Linked DNA regions of Mus musculus: region 2 is linked to region 1. The links are chromatin contacts, called in public Hi-C maps. All regions are on one chromosome and are shown on one strand. The core of a region is the stretch at or near the end of the contact, and the rest is flanking DNA. Distances in the headings are between cores, read along the strand shown.

Region 1 (5,950 bases), core at 1,332-3,831:
TGGAAGGCCTTTGTGATGTGAAAACCGACAGGCGATAATTGCACTGGATACATACATGCTGGACCAATGCATCGATCTGCTGCTATCAAGCAAATGAGTCAGAAACTCTGTGAACCCGATAAAACATGAACAGAATATAGAAATGGAAGTTCACAAATGCATGGGGGTGAGAAGCAAATGAAGAATACAAATAGGAACAGATGTTTCCCAACAGTTATTCAAAATAGAACATCAGATCCTTAAAAATGCTGGGTACAGGATGGTAACCTCTCTTTGAGTAGTAATTTGGCAGTATTTAGTAAAATTGAATATTTGGAAACTATGATCCACCCACCCTTCTCCTGGTATGCACGAAGAGAGATGTGATGATCTACTACCCCCTCTCCTTGTATGCGCCCCAGAGAAAAATCTGTGATCCAACTACCCCATTTTGTATGTACTCCAGAAAAATGCTAGGCTCCAAGAGCCCCACTTCTGGTATGCACCCAGAGAACTTCTTCCCATCATTGAAAGACCTGTTTATTATCATGAGAAATTTGGTTTATTTTAAAAACATAAAAACATTTTACTAATATGTTTTTATTTTAATCCCAAGTGCGGAGATATGGGGCTGCTTTGGACCGGAGCAGCTGACTTTGCCATGTGCTTTACCAGAGGTGCGGTTTTGCCAGCTACAGTTAGCTTCTGCAGTTGTGTGATGTTTGAAATTCTGGGAACTTTTCAGAGGGTCTATAAATGCTAGGGCCTTGAGATGGGGTTGGGGGTGATTGTTGGTCATTCAGAGGATTTGGATACGGCTTCTTAGTAGTCACATTCAAAGAAGAAACAAAGAAGGAGAGAAATTAGTTTCAGGGATCTTTATCTCTTGATCCCCTCTCTCCTCCTTTCTCTCTTATCTAGTGATGGGGATGAACTGGCGGGTGGGTGAAATAAAGGGCAGGAAAAAGAAGAACCCACAAAGTAGTAAAGACCAATTACAGTTTATACTGCAGTTCTGCTTTTTATGCCAGGATTAGAGAGAACAATATGTGTTCATCAATAGAGGGATGTAAACCATGAGACCTAGGTTCATTCAAGCCATAGTCTTCCAGGAGGCCCTCAATAAAAATCAAATATATCTTCTACCATGCTTGGATTCTGAATTGAGGAATGAGAAAAAGAAAGTTGCTAGGCATTGGTAGACCACACCTTTAATCTCAGCACTCTGAGAGGCAAAGACAGGTGGATCTTTGTGAGTTCAAGGCCAGCCTGGACTACAACTCAAGTTCCAGAATAGCCAGGACTGTTGCACAGAGAAACCCTATGTCAAAAACAAAACAAAACAAACAAACAAACAAAAACCTGCGACCACCACCACCAACCAAACAACCAATCCAAATCTCCAAAACAATGGACTGTCTAAATGTTACCTTCGTTACTGATGGCAGCACTCTGCAGGTGTTTTAGAGAGGAAAAGGGTTAAACTGGAAAATAGAAGGCAGCACATCAATGCTGTGCCCAGTATCCTGGTGGATTTCATACCTGAGCAGGGGGTAGTGGGTGTACTGTCACAGTCAGGGCCCCTGAGAAGGGACAGAGCAGAGTGTGCTTATCAAGAAGTCATACACTCTCTTAGAACCATAATGAAAGACACAGAGGAAAAAAGGCTCTTCAGAGGAAGGTAGTATCTGGTGTGAGATCAAAGTGTCATGTTAGTGAAAAAAATGAGAGAATACAATTTATAGTTTACTATCACATGCAAATCAAAAGCTACACACAGAGCACAATTGAATACTAGGAATTTTTTAAAAAAGATATACACTTAAGAGAATTCATAGGTGGTAGGTTTGAAAGAAAGAAATTACATGCATTGTAAGCTTAGTTGTGTCTATGGAGACGTAGTTTTATTTATTTGTTTAAATAAAAGAGACTTACGCAGATAAAGGGAAACAGGGTGATTTGAAGTGATGTCAGTGGACAACTCCTTTCCTTACTAAGAAAACACCAAGAATGTAGAAACTACAGCACAGCAGTGCTTTAATATATATGACCAGAAACATCAGACAACAAGAAAAAAGACCGCAACAATAGGGTCAAATTTCCAATATGGACAAGATATTTGGGGACTTTCTAATGCCTAGAATCTTTTGACATGGTTCGTTCTCTCTTTATAAAAATCAAAGTTTAACGCGTAGCTTTTGGTCGAGCTGGAGAAGCGAATGGAAATCACACTTATAACCTCGGTGTCCTTTGAACTTCGGGTTATACTTTTCTCTTCCAGGTCCACTTTTTATCTAGCTCTCCGCTCCCATTTCTCACTAGTGATTATGAGATGTTGTGTTAAGTCAGTTCCTTTCCCAGAACTAAAACAGGAAGACAACCGGCTTTTCTATCTGTGTGGAATAAATATCATAAAAGAAATCTAGCAAACTGCACCTCCTTTCGTGGAGCTGGGTTGGGGATCCAGCCAGGGCGGGGCGGGTTAGACATGGCTTAGGAAGGACATGGCTGAGCCCAAGGCTGTCGCGGGTCTGCTAAACTGCACAGAGTGCCACTTGCAAAGTCCCTCTCTGCCCCATGGCGACAGATGGTCTTTCTTCTGCCTGTGTGTGTGAAGGGGGTGGGGAGTGGTCATAACAATAAGCAGCAGTAGCCACTTGACAGCTTCTTGCTGCCAGGAATTTGCATGGGGGTGGGGGCGGGGCGCTTGCTGCCATCTGGAGAACTTCAGCTCACTGAGGAAGAACCGGTGTCTCCGCCTGTATGCGCCCTAGTGGGTGTTGGGATCTGGGATCTGGACTCCCGGGGAAAGCAGAGAGCAAGAAGCAAATCCCCAGTGAGGCTTCTGCTGCTCTGGGGAAGAGAGACTGGACCTGCACGCTGGGCTGGCTGGGCGGAGGTTATGCCCACAGGTCTGGCACTTCAGAATGATTCAGGTCAGCCACGGTGTCGCCTTTGGAACATGGGTTTGTTTACCCACCAGTAGTTGGTGGGGGACATGTGGACTGGAAAAGAGGAAACCCAAACCTGTACCCCTTTCCCATGACCTCCGGAGGAAAGTTCAGTGAGGCAAAAGGCTGACCATACACCCCAGGGACGCTTTTCTCAGACCACAGTGCTGTGCATTATAAACACATGTGCAACTCATTTAATTAAACACATAACAGCTGCTGAGATGTTTGTGCGTTTAAAAAGCAAAATGTATTTTCAGTGCATTTTAAAAAATAAGTTTTTTTATTCGAAATACCAATTGAAACCATGTGGTCTCCTTTTTACTAAAAAAATAAAAATTTCTCCAAAATATGTTCAGTGGATATTTAAGATTTACTGGGATAAAAAAGGCAGCTTTAACAAAATATTATTGTGTTGGGGAATGTATTCTATAGCTAAAAAGAATTAACATAAAAAAGAATTAATATTATCAGCCCATGGGTTGTAGTTAATAGATAATCCCAAAGCTTTATAAGCTCTCGAATCTTCCAGAATCTCCAGCACCAAAAACAAATAAAAAAAAAAATACAAAAACCAAAATAACAACAAAACAAACAAGCAAGCAAAATACAATAAAGTTCCACATGGGAGAATAAAAAGACATGATCGGATATGTGTTAATTATGGGCTAATGAAATAAATGAGAGTAAATCTCTGTTTTCTGTGCTGGGATTTTCAGGGTGGAAACCATAATATTTCTTTTATTACCCCAGCGGCTAACCCAATTCCACTACGAAGGAGGAGCCTGTTTTTCAGCCTGAGTAGTGACAATGAACACAGGTTAATACTGACAAACCTAACACTAAGCCCACAGAAGTACTTGCAAGTGGCATCTGGAATCTAAGAGGTAAACCATCATGGTGAGACCAGCAAGTTCTCAGTAGCTGCCACTTCTGGTCCTCATCCAGCTAACCTGAATGTATGTGTGCCCCAATCTCTGAAACAATAAATTCTCTGAGTTTAGGATACTAACAGGTGAGCTTTTGGGTCCCATAAAGATGGCAGACATGAGTCCAGAATTTTTAAGTATTCAATCAAGGCAGCTTTCTAACTCGCTGAAAGCTATGTCTACACAGTGTGCAAATGCTAAGGCACACGTGTTTATAGGTACACTGCATTATTTCAGAGAATGTGAACTCTTTGCTCTGTGGTGGCTCAAGTTTGAAATTTATACTTCTTTAAAAACTTTTTTTTGGGGGGGTCTATGAAGTCTTAGCTATCCTGGAACTTGTATGTTAACCAGGCTGACCTCAGACTCATAGAGATCTGCCTGTCTTGGAGTCTAGAAAGCGAAGATTAAAGGAATATGCCACCATAGCCCACAAATTGATACTTTTGAGCTGGGCCAGACTTAGTGGCACATCTTCAAATCCTAGTATTTTGGAGGCAGGCAGATCTCTGTGAGTTTTGAGTTTAAGGCCAGCCTGATTCACATAGTGAGCTATAAGCAAGTTAGGGTTACATAGAGAGACTTGTCTCAAACAAACAAACAAACAAATCTTTTAAATGCAATTGGCCTACATTTTTAGGTAGAGTTAATGACTTAATTTGGTATTGATGGGGCTTATAAAATAACTATGAACACCATTCTATCATAGTATTTCATGAACCATTCAAGTTTATGAGAATGAACAGACAGACAGAGGCACCTAGGGTGTGACATTTAAGACTCAATCTGGTACAAGAATGAATCAAACTGTAACTTTCCTCGAACCCCTTGAATTAGATGTTCTACAGAAGGCCAACCAAAGGCTTAAAAATCTAATTACGTTCTGAACCTAAATTTATTAGTTGAATGGTTACCATGGGGATCATTTTCACACCATATTGCTTCCCAAATGTACACACAGAATTAGGGTGCTAGTTAGCTAAGTATGTTATGAGCCTTCACTCTGCAAAGATCTTATGTGGCAAAAAGGGGCACCCATTTCTTTCCAGAAAAGAAAGAAAAGGTAATGTCTCAGTCCTGGCAACAGTTAATCCATGGGATAAAATAGTGTTTGAATATATTTCTTCCTCTAGGAAATATATTGACTCACTGTTCTTAAAAATTATTAGTTTGTTCTGTATAGTTTCATAAATTTTTAAAATAACTTTTCAGGTTTCTTCTTCCAGTATTTGAATTCCTCAAAGAAGCACAGATCTTTCTCCTATCACTCCCAACCCTTTCCAGTTTCATGATTGAACATTTTTACATTCAGTAGGGGAAAAAATGAACCTAATATTATAATGATTACATATCCCATGTTCTCATACACAGGTAATAAATACAGAAATCAAGGATAAGATGCTGTTAGTCACTTTTAAGTGCTTTCCCAGTTTGAAAGATTTTATGCACTCATAGAAATGTTTTCCTTTCTGCCTCACTGGGTTGCACTTTTGCTTTGATATCTGAGAAAGACGAGGAGGGTAATGAAATATATCTCTTGAGCCAAGAAACTAGAGAAAAATCATAATTTTAAGAAAAAAATGGTGGCGATGTTTAAATAGATTACATTTCATCTGGCTGCTCTTAATTACAGCTACCCGCCCACAAGCTGTTGCAAAGGTCCCCTGGAGACAACTTCCAAGCTATTTATGGGCTCTTCAGAGGAGAAGCTATGAGAATGTCTTTTTCATGCTATTCTCTTTAAACTTTCATTTTCAATAGCCCACAATTAGCTCCCTGGAATGAGGATGTATATTGGGCTAAATATGCAGGGGTCATAATTTTCTGACCTACTTCCTCCTTCACGTCCAAATAATGTGGAAGGAATTCATTCCAGATCCTGTTTGTCTGCCGTGCTAATTCACAATGACATCTCAGCTCTCTTGATTTCAAAGCGTCCTGTGATTTTTAAAGTAGCAATTTCCTATTTGAAGGAATCCATTACCGTGCCAACAGGAATGTTGGTTGAGTGGAATTGCTCTCTCCACTAGTCAGTTACATGAAGAAAGTTTAACTTAGGGATGAGCAGATAGACAAAGGGTAGGCAATATT
Region 2 (5,950 bases), core at 1,710-4,209, 390 kb after region 1:
GCACCCCAACACACCCGAAAAGATAGTCCCGGATTTAAAAGCATATCTCATGATGATGGTAGAGGACATCAAGAAGGATTTTAATAACTCACTTAAAGAAATACAGGAGAACACTGCTAAACAGGTAGAAGACCTTAAAGAGGAAGCACAAAAATCCCTTAAAGAATTGCAGGAAAACACGACCAAACAGGAGATGGAATTGAATAAAACCATCCAAGACCTAAAAAGGGAAGTAGACACAATAAAGAAAACGCAAAGTGAGGAAACACTAGAGATATAGTGGATGCTCACAGTTAGCTATTGGATGGATCACAGGGCCCCCAATGGAGGAGCTAGAGAAAGTACCTGAGGACCTAAAGGGATCTGCAACCCTATAGGTGGAAAAGCATTATGAACTAACCAGTACCCCGGAGCTCTTGACTCTAGCTGCATATGTATCAAAAGATGGCCTAGTTGGCCATCACTGGAAAAAGAGGCTCATTGGACATGCAAACTTTATATGCCCCAGTACAGGGGAACGCCAGGGCCAAAAAGTGGGAGTGGATGGGTAGGGGAGTGGGGTGGAGGGTATGGGGGACTTTTGGGATAGCATTGGAAATGTAAATGAGGAAAATACCTAATAAAAATATATTTAAAAAAAGAAAAAGTAAAAGTAAATTCATATGTCCACCCTGTTTTGAACCTGAAATCTTTCCAATTGTTAAATTGTATATCCATTGTCAAATTTGAATTTAGCTTGTGAAAGTGGATAAAATTAAAAGCTTTATGCCTCAGTCTCACGAGTCCCATTTAAATGCTCAGTAGTCCCAAGGCGACTGGCAGACACCCTGTTGCACAGTGCAGAGCAGGAAGCCTTGGCTAGATCATGCTCATATCATCAGCCTCATTCCAGGATCTGTCTTCATTTCAAGGGAACAGCATTGAATGTACCTGTGGATGGCATGGTAAGGTTTGAGGTAGGAGAGATCAACTGATGTGGAGAATGGATGGAAAATAAGAAAACATATCAGATGAGTAAGCTAATCTGGAAAATGATGCTGCTGATGGAGAAGATGCTCTCTTCTATGAGATTATTTTCTTTCTTAAAAAAATAAAATCCATAGGAAGAGATGATAGAAGAAAAATGAAGAAAGACATAAAAAGGCAAGGGATCTTCACTATTGCTTGACCAATGGAAGAAGAGTTTAGATAGAGTTCCATGGGGATGGCTTGTGTGGGTCTACAGCTCTGTTTTGGGAAAATTTAGTATAGTATCGCTTAGGTTGCTCATGAATCTTGAAGCTTCTTCATTTTCCTACTTAGAACATGATCTGGAAGAATTTTATAACTTAAGATTGTCTGGTGTTCTCTCCTGTTATGACTGATACATCCTCCCCATGTAATTTGAAAGTTCTTGATAACATGGCCAAATGATGCACTTGTTACATAGTAGACTACTATGAGTAGTCCAAAAATAAATGAGTAAGTAGGTGAATAATTGAATACAAGCCAAGAGTTCCCCACCTGCTGCATTCTAGTCTCAGAAATTTCACATCTTTACTTCCACTGCACTATAATGAAATGAAACTCACAGAAGATGGGACAAAAATATCAATTCTCAGTGGGAAGACTTTTAAAAGATTTGGAACCATGTCATATAACAACCTCAGAACAAATCTGGGACAGCCTCACTTGAAGGTAACTTCAGTCTTCCAAGAAAGGTAGTTGAGGACATAGGTGAAAATCAAAAGAGGGGGAGAACATAGTAATAAGAGTTTAGTGACTATTGTATTTAGTAGTTCTTATAGTCTGAATGAGAGCTTCTAAGAATGGAGTGGAGCTGGAATGTTGTGCATTGAAGGACTGCATTCATTTACTTCTCCATAAGAAAGATAAAGGGTAGGCAAGGCAACAGGGTGGCTGCAGGAGCTGCAGACAGACATGGACTGATTTAGCATGGGCTTCAGGAAGGAACAGTGTGTAGCAGTTTTAAATCTTCTGAAATGCCAAGAAAGATAAAAATGGATAGATGTCGGTTGTGGTTTTGGGCATCTTGTTGAGCATAGTTAAAAATTATTACTGTTATATTGTAAAGCCTGCACACAATATAAAACATGAATGCCCTAGATTGAGAGGAATTGAGTCAAGCAAAACTAGTTATTGGGTGTCAAAATGACAGCTTTAATTGGACTATAGTTGGAGATAAATAAAATAAATACGTATTTTTTCTTGATTTTTCCCTCTCATTATTATATCTTAAATTAACTACTTACTCACCTATTGTAAAGTAAGATTTTATGCTGTGTTTTTCTGCACACAATATTATAGGCTCAAGAGTAAAATTATTTCACTAATATTGCTAAAATGTGTTGTAAGATTATAAAAGTATCTAGACACTGTGGACAGAGTACAGAAATGACTTTAATGACTGCCACAGTAGACTACAGACTTTCAATGCTAGGACATTTCCATATCTTGGTTTTGTTCCCAGTAAAAAAATTTTCACAGTTTACAAAGAGGATCTAAAAGTTTAGTTACTTAAAAATCTATACATACACACACACACACACACACACACACACACACACACATACACACACACATCATTAAATATTAAATGCTTTGAGCATATGCATATATCTATAAATATTAGAATAAGGCTATTCCATCTCATCATAAATAACAATATGTATACCTTTAATGTACATTTGACATAACTTTATATGCATATATTTAAAAAACAAATTTATAGTAATTTTGTTTTGGAATGATAAGTTTAAAGATTCTAGAAATAAAATCACTTTCCAAATCTTTTAAGTCTTTTTCTTCTCCTCAATTGGAAATGATGCTTAATAAACGAAATCAGTCTGTCTTCTGTATCAGTAACCCAGATAAATCCTTTAAATACCTGCTTCCTTGGTGGTGGCTGAGCTTGGTGGCACCCTGTCTGATTCCATCCTGTCATTTATTTCCCTGCTCATTGCGCAGAGCTGTTGCTACTGAGTCAGCGCCAGTCCATGGGACTCCAGTGCCAGAAGCATGTACTGTACACTAGGCTCAAATCAGTTCACACCGCTGCCGAAACCTGGAAGAGAAGCCATGGAAATGGAAAAACACAGTGGTTTTTGGATTAACTCCTTTCACACCCCAATCAGAAATACTAGCTTTCTTCACTTCAGACTTAGTAAGCAAATCTACCTAAGATTCAAAAGCTGAGTTCAGTTTGATGCCAAACAATAAAATGCTGGAGATGCACTGAGTATGCTGTATAAACATTCATATGTTTCAAAACTGTGTCCAATGTTTGACAGACACTTAACCAGAGAAAAACAAATTCAGATTCAGTAACTTTAACATCCCTGTGAGACAACGGATTTGAGCCTTTGTAAGAAGAAATATCTCAAGATGAAAAACCAAAATAGATGCGCTTAATTAAGCTTCACAAGGCATTGAATGCCCTAACTCCATTTCTCCATTTACAAATAAAAATAAATAAATAAATAAATAAATAAATAAATAAATAAATAAATAAATTTTACTGCTTTAAACATCATCTCCCCTTTGCTTAAAGATTTGGCCTTAACACATTCACTCTTTGCTTACAGCACAGCTCCTTTTGCCTCTCTGCCTTCAGAGCCCCTATATCTTAAGATAACAGGATCTCTCTGTTGGTAATTGGTTTATTTGTCCTTAATTACTTTCTTCTGGAGGTTCTAGCACCTGAGTGATACACCTTACAGAAAATAATTATGGCCTCTCACAGCATCCACGGTGCTAGGCAGAGAAAAGTAAGATATAGTATTTGTTTGCTTTTGAGTAAGTATTGGCTTACTTACTGAAGAATTTGATGAGCCATTTGCGTAGTGTGTTTGAAATGAAAGATACTGATTTCTCAGAGGAAGAAGCAGTCTTCCAGAATTATTTATTTTATCAATACAAATGTCGATGAGCCAAGGCAGGGTTAGAAGGTGGGACATCTGGCAGAGAGAAACAGAGAAGGAGAGGGAGAGGGAGAGAGGGAGAGGGGAGAGAGGGAGAGGGAGAGAGGGAGAGGGAGAGGGAGAGAGGGAGAGGGGAGAGAGGGAGAGGGAGAGGGGAGAGAGGGAGAGGGGAGAGAGGGAGAGGGGAGAGAGGGAGAGGGGAGAGAGGGAGAGGGAGAGAGGGAGAGAGGGAGAGGGAGAGAGGGAGAGAGGAAGAGAGGGAGAGAGGGAGAGAGGGAGAGAGGGAGAGAGGGAGAGAGGGAGAGGGAGAGGGAGAGGGAGAGGAAGCTGAGATAACGTACAGAGGCATTTACCTCAGAGACAGAGGAAGACTGTCACATGAAACTGAGGACCAAGTAACCAGGAATGTGGCATTTATAAAATGGGACATATAGGATATTAAGTTACGAGCTACTCTGGGGAACAGGCCCAAGCTATTGGCCCAGGCACTTATTCCTGTATAAGAATTCTCAGGGTCATCTTTTGATACACACTGGTCATGCAAACTTTATATGCCTCAGTACAGGGGAATGCCAGGGCCAAAAAGTAGGAGTGGGTGGGTAGGGGAGTGGGGGAGAGGGTTTGGGGGACTTTGGGATAGCATTGGAAATGAAAATGAGGAAAATACCTAATAAAAATATTAAAAAAGGAAAAAAAAAGAAATAGTAGCAAACAGAAAAAAAAAAAAAGAAGAATTCTCAGGGTCATTATTTCTGGAAACAAAATGGTGAGGTGGAAAAACACAAGGTTACAGATGACACCAATGCCTCTCCTAACTCCTCCCAGATCTATCCCACCTCCTCTCATCTACAACTTTGTGCCCCTTTTAAGTCTATTAATTCCAATTTGTGCTACCCATCTGTATTTGCTCATGGAGCATGGTGGACCTAGAAGAGGCCATATCTTTAAAGAAAACTGTTCTTCCAGAAGGTACTGATCATCCATAGCTCCTCATGGTAGGATTGGGTCTAATGAATCCTCTGCACAGTGTGTTTAAATGCTGACTAACTTTAACTAGTATTGACAGGCTTTGTGTAGGCAACCACCCTATGTGAGCTCATGAGTGCAAGGGCCATATTCTGTTGAGAAGAGAAGACACTGCCTTTTTCTGTTCCTCTTTGAGCTTTTGCTTTTGTGCCTATACTCTTTTGTTTTGTTTTGGGTTTTTTTTTTTTTTTTTGAGACAGGGGTTTCTCTGTGTAGGCCTGGCTGTCCCAGAAATCTGCCTGCCTCTGCCTCCCAAGTTTTGAGATTAAAGACGTGTACTGCCACTGCCCAGCTTCCTATAATCTTTTTTCTCCTTTTTCCTTAATAGTTCCAGGGCCTCAGGAAGGTATTATGGTATTGATGTCCCATTTGTGTCTAAGCATCTCCCTAAAACTTCTCTGTACTTGGGCTATTTGTGACTTTCTACATGAATTCCCTCCCTTCCCTTATGTTTAAACCATGGTTCTCTTGTTTCTCTATAAAACTATCTTCTTCCTTTGAAGACATCACCATAGAGTATTATTAAAATTTGTGTTAAATTGGTGTGCAATTCAATTATTTCTAGAATGAGGAACTTGAAAATAGAAGTTGAATTTTTTTATGTTATTGACATGATGAAAAGGAAATTATATTTTTTAAACAATTATGTCATTGAACTCTGAAGGGACTGATGAATATTAGAAATAGATGCTCTGTTGTTTGTGACTAGAAATATTCAAATGTTCCATGAAGCTATTCTTTGTCATTTGGACTTTATTTGACTTCGACATTTTATTTTAGTATCAGAGGCTGTTCTTTTCTCAGTAGTCTAAAAGGATAAAAGCAGTGTTTTATGTTCCCACATTATCATGTCATCAGGAAGAGTTAAAGACTTACTTTATTAAAAACATTAGGAGGTTAAATTATTTTACCATGGAAATATATCAAAAGTGAATTATACATATAGAAGGTACATTTTACATTTCACCTCTTGTTCAAAGATTCAGTATGAGGACAATTATTCA

The links. A called contact is a pair of places that touch in the nucleus more often than the background predicts.
Region 2: a Hi-C map of cerebellum shows a contact between it and region 1, with 1.6 times the contacts expected there. The contact joins two enhancer-like sites.

What each region holds. Positions count from the first base shown.
Region 1 is chr10:37,394,855-37,400,804 of GRCm38.p6, forward strand. No RefSeq gene overlaps it. Among named protein-coding and RNA genes, the nearest start is that of Gm31202, 33 kb to the left of the region's middle. Within about 2 kb of position 2,582, at least 136 of the 459 cell types and tissues checked have an H3K27ac peak or open chromatin away from gene starts, as enhancers often do. A contact at or near this core is called in cerebellum, where this site is marked.
Region 2 is chr10:37,785,267-37,791,216 of GRCm38.p6, forward strand. No RefSeq gene overlaps it. Among named protein-coding and RNA genes, the nearest start is that of Gm46220, 270 kb to the right of the region's middle. Within about 2 kb of position 2,960, at least 1 of the 459 cell types and tissues checked has an H3K27ac peak or open chromatin away from gene starts, as enhancers often do. A contact at or near this core is called in cerebellum, where this site is marked.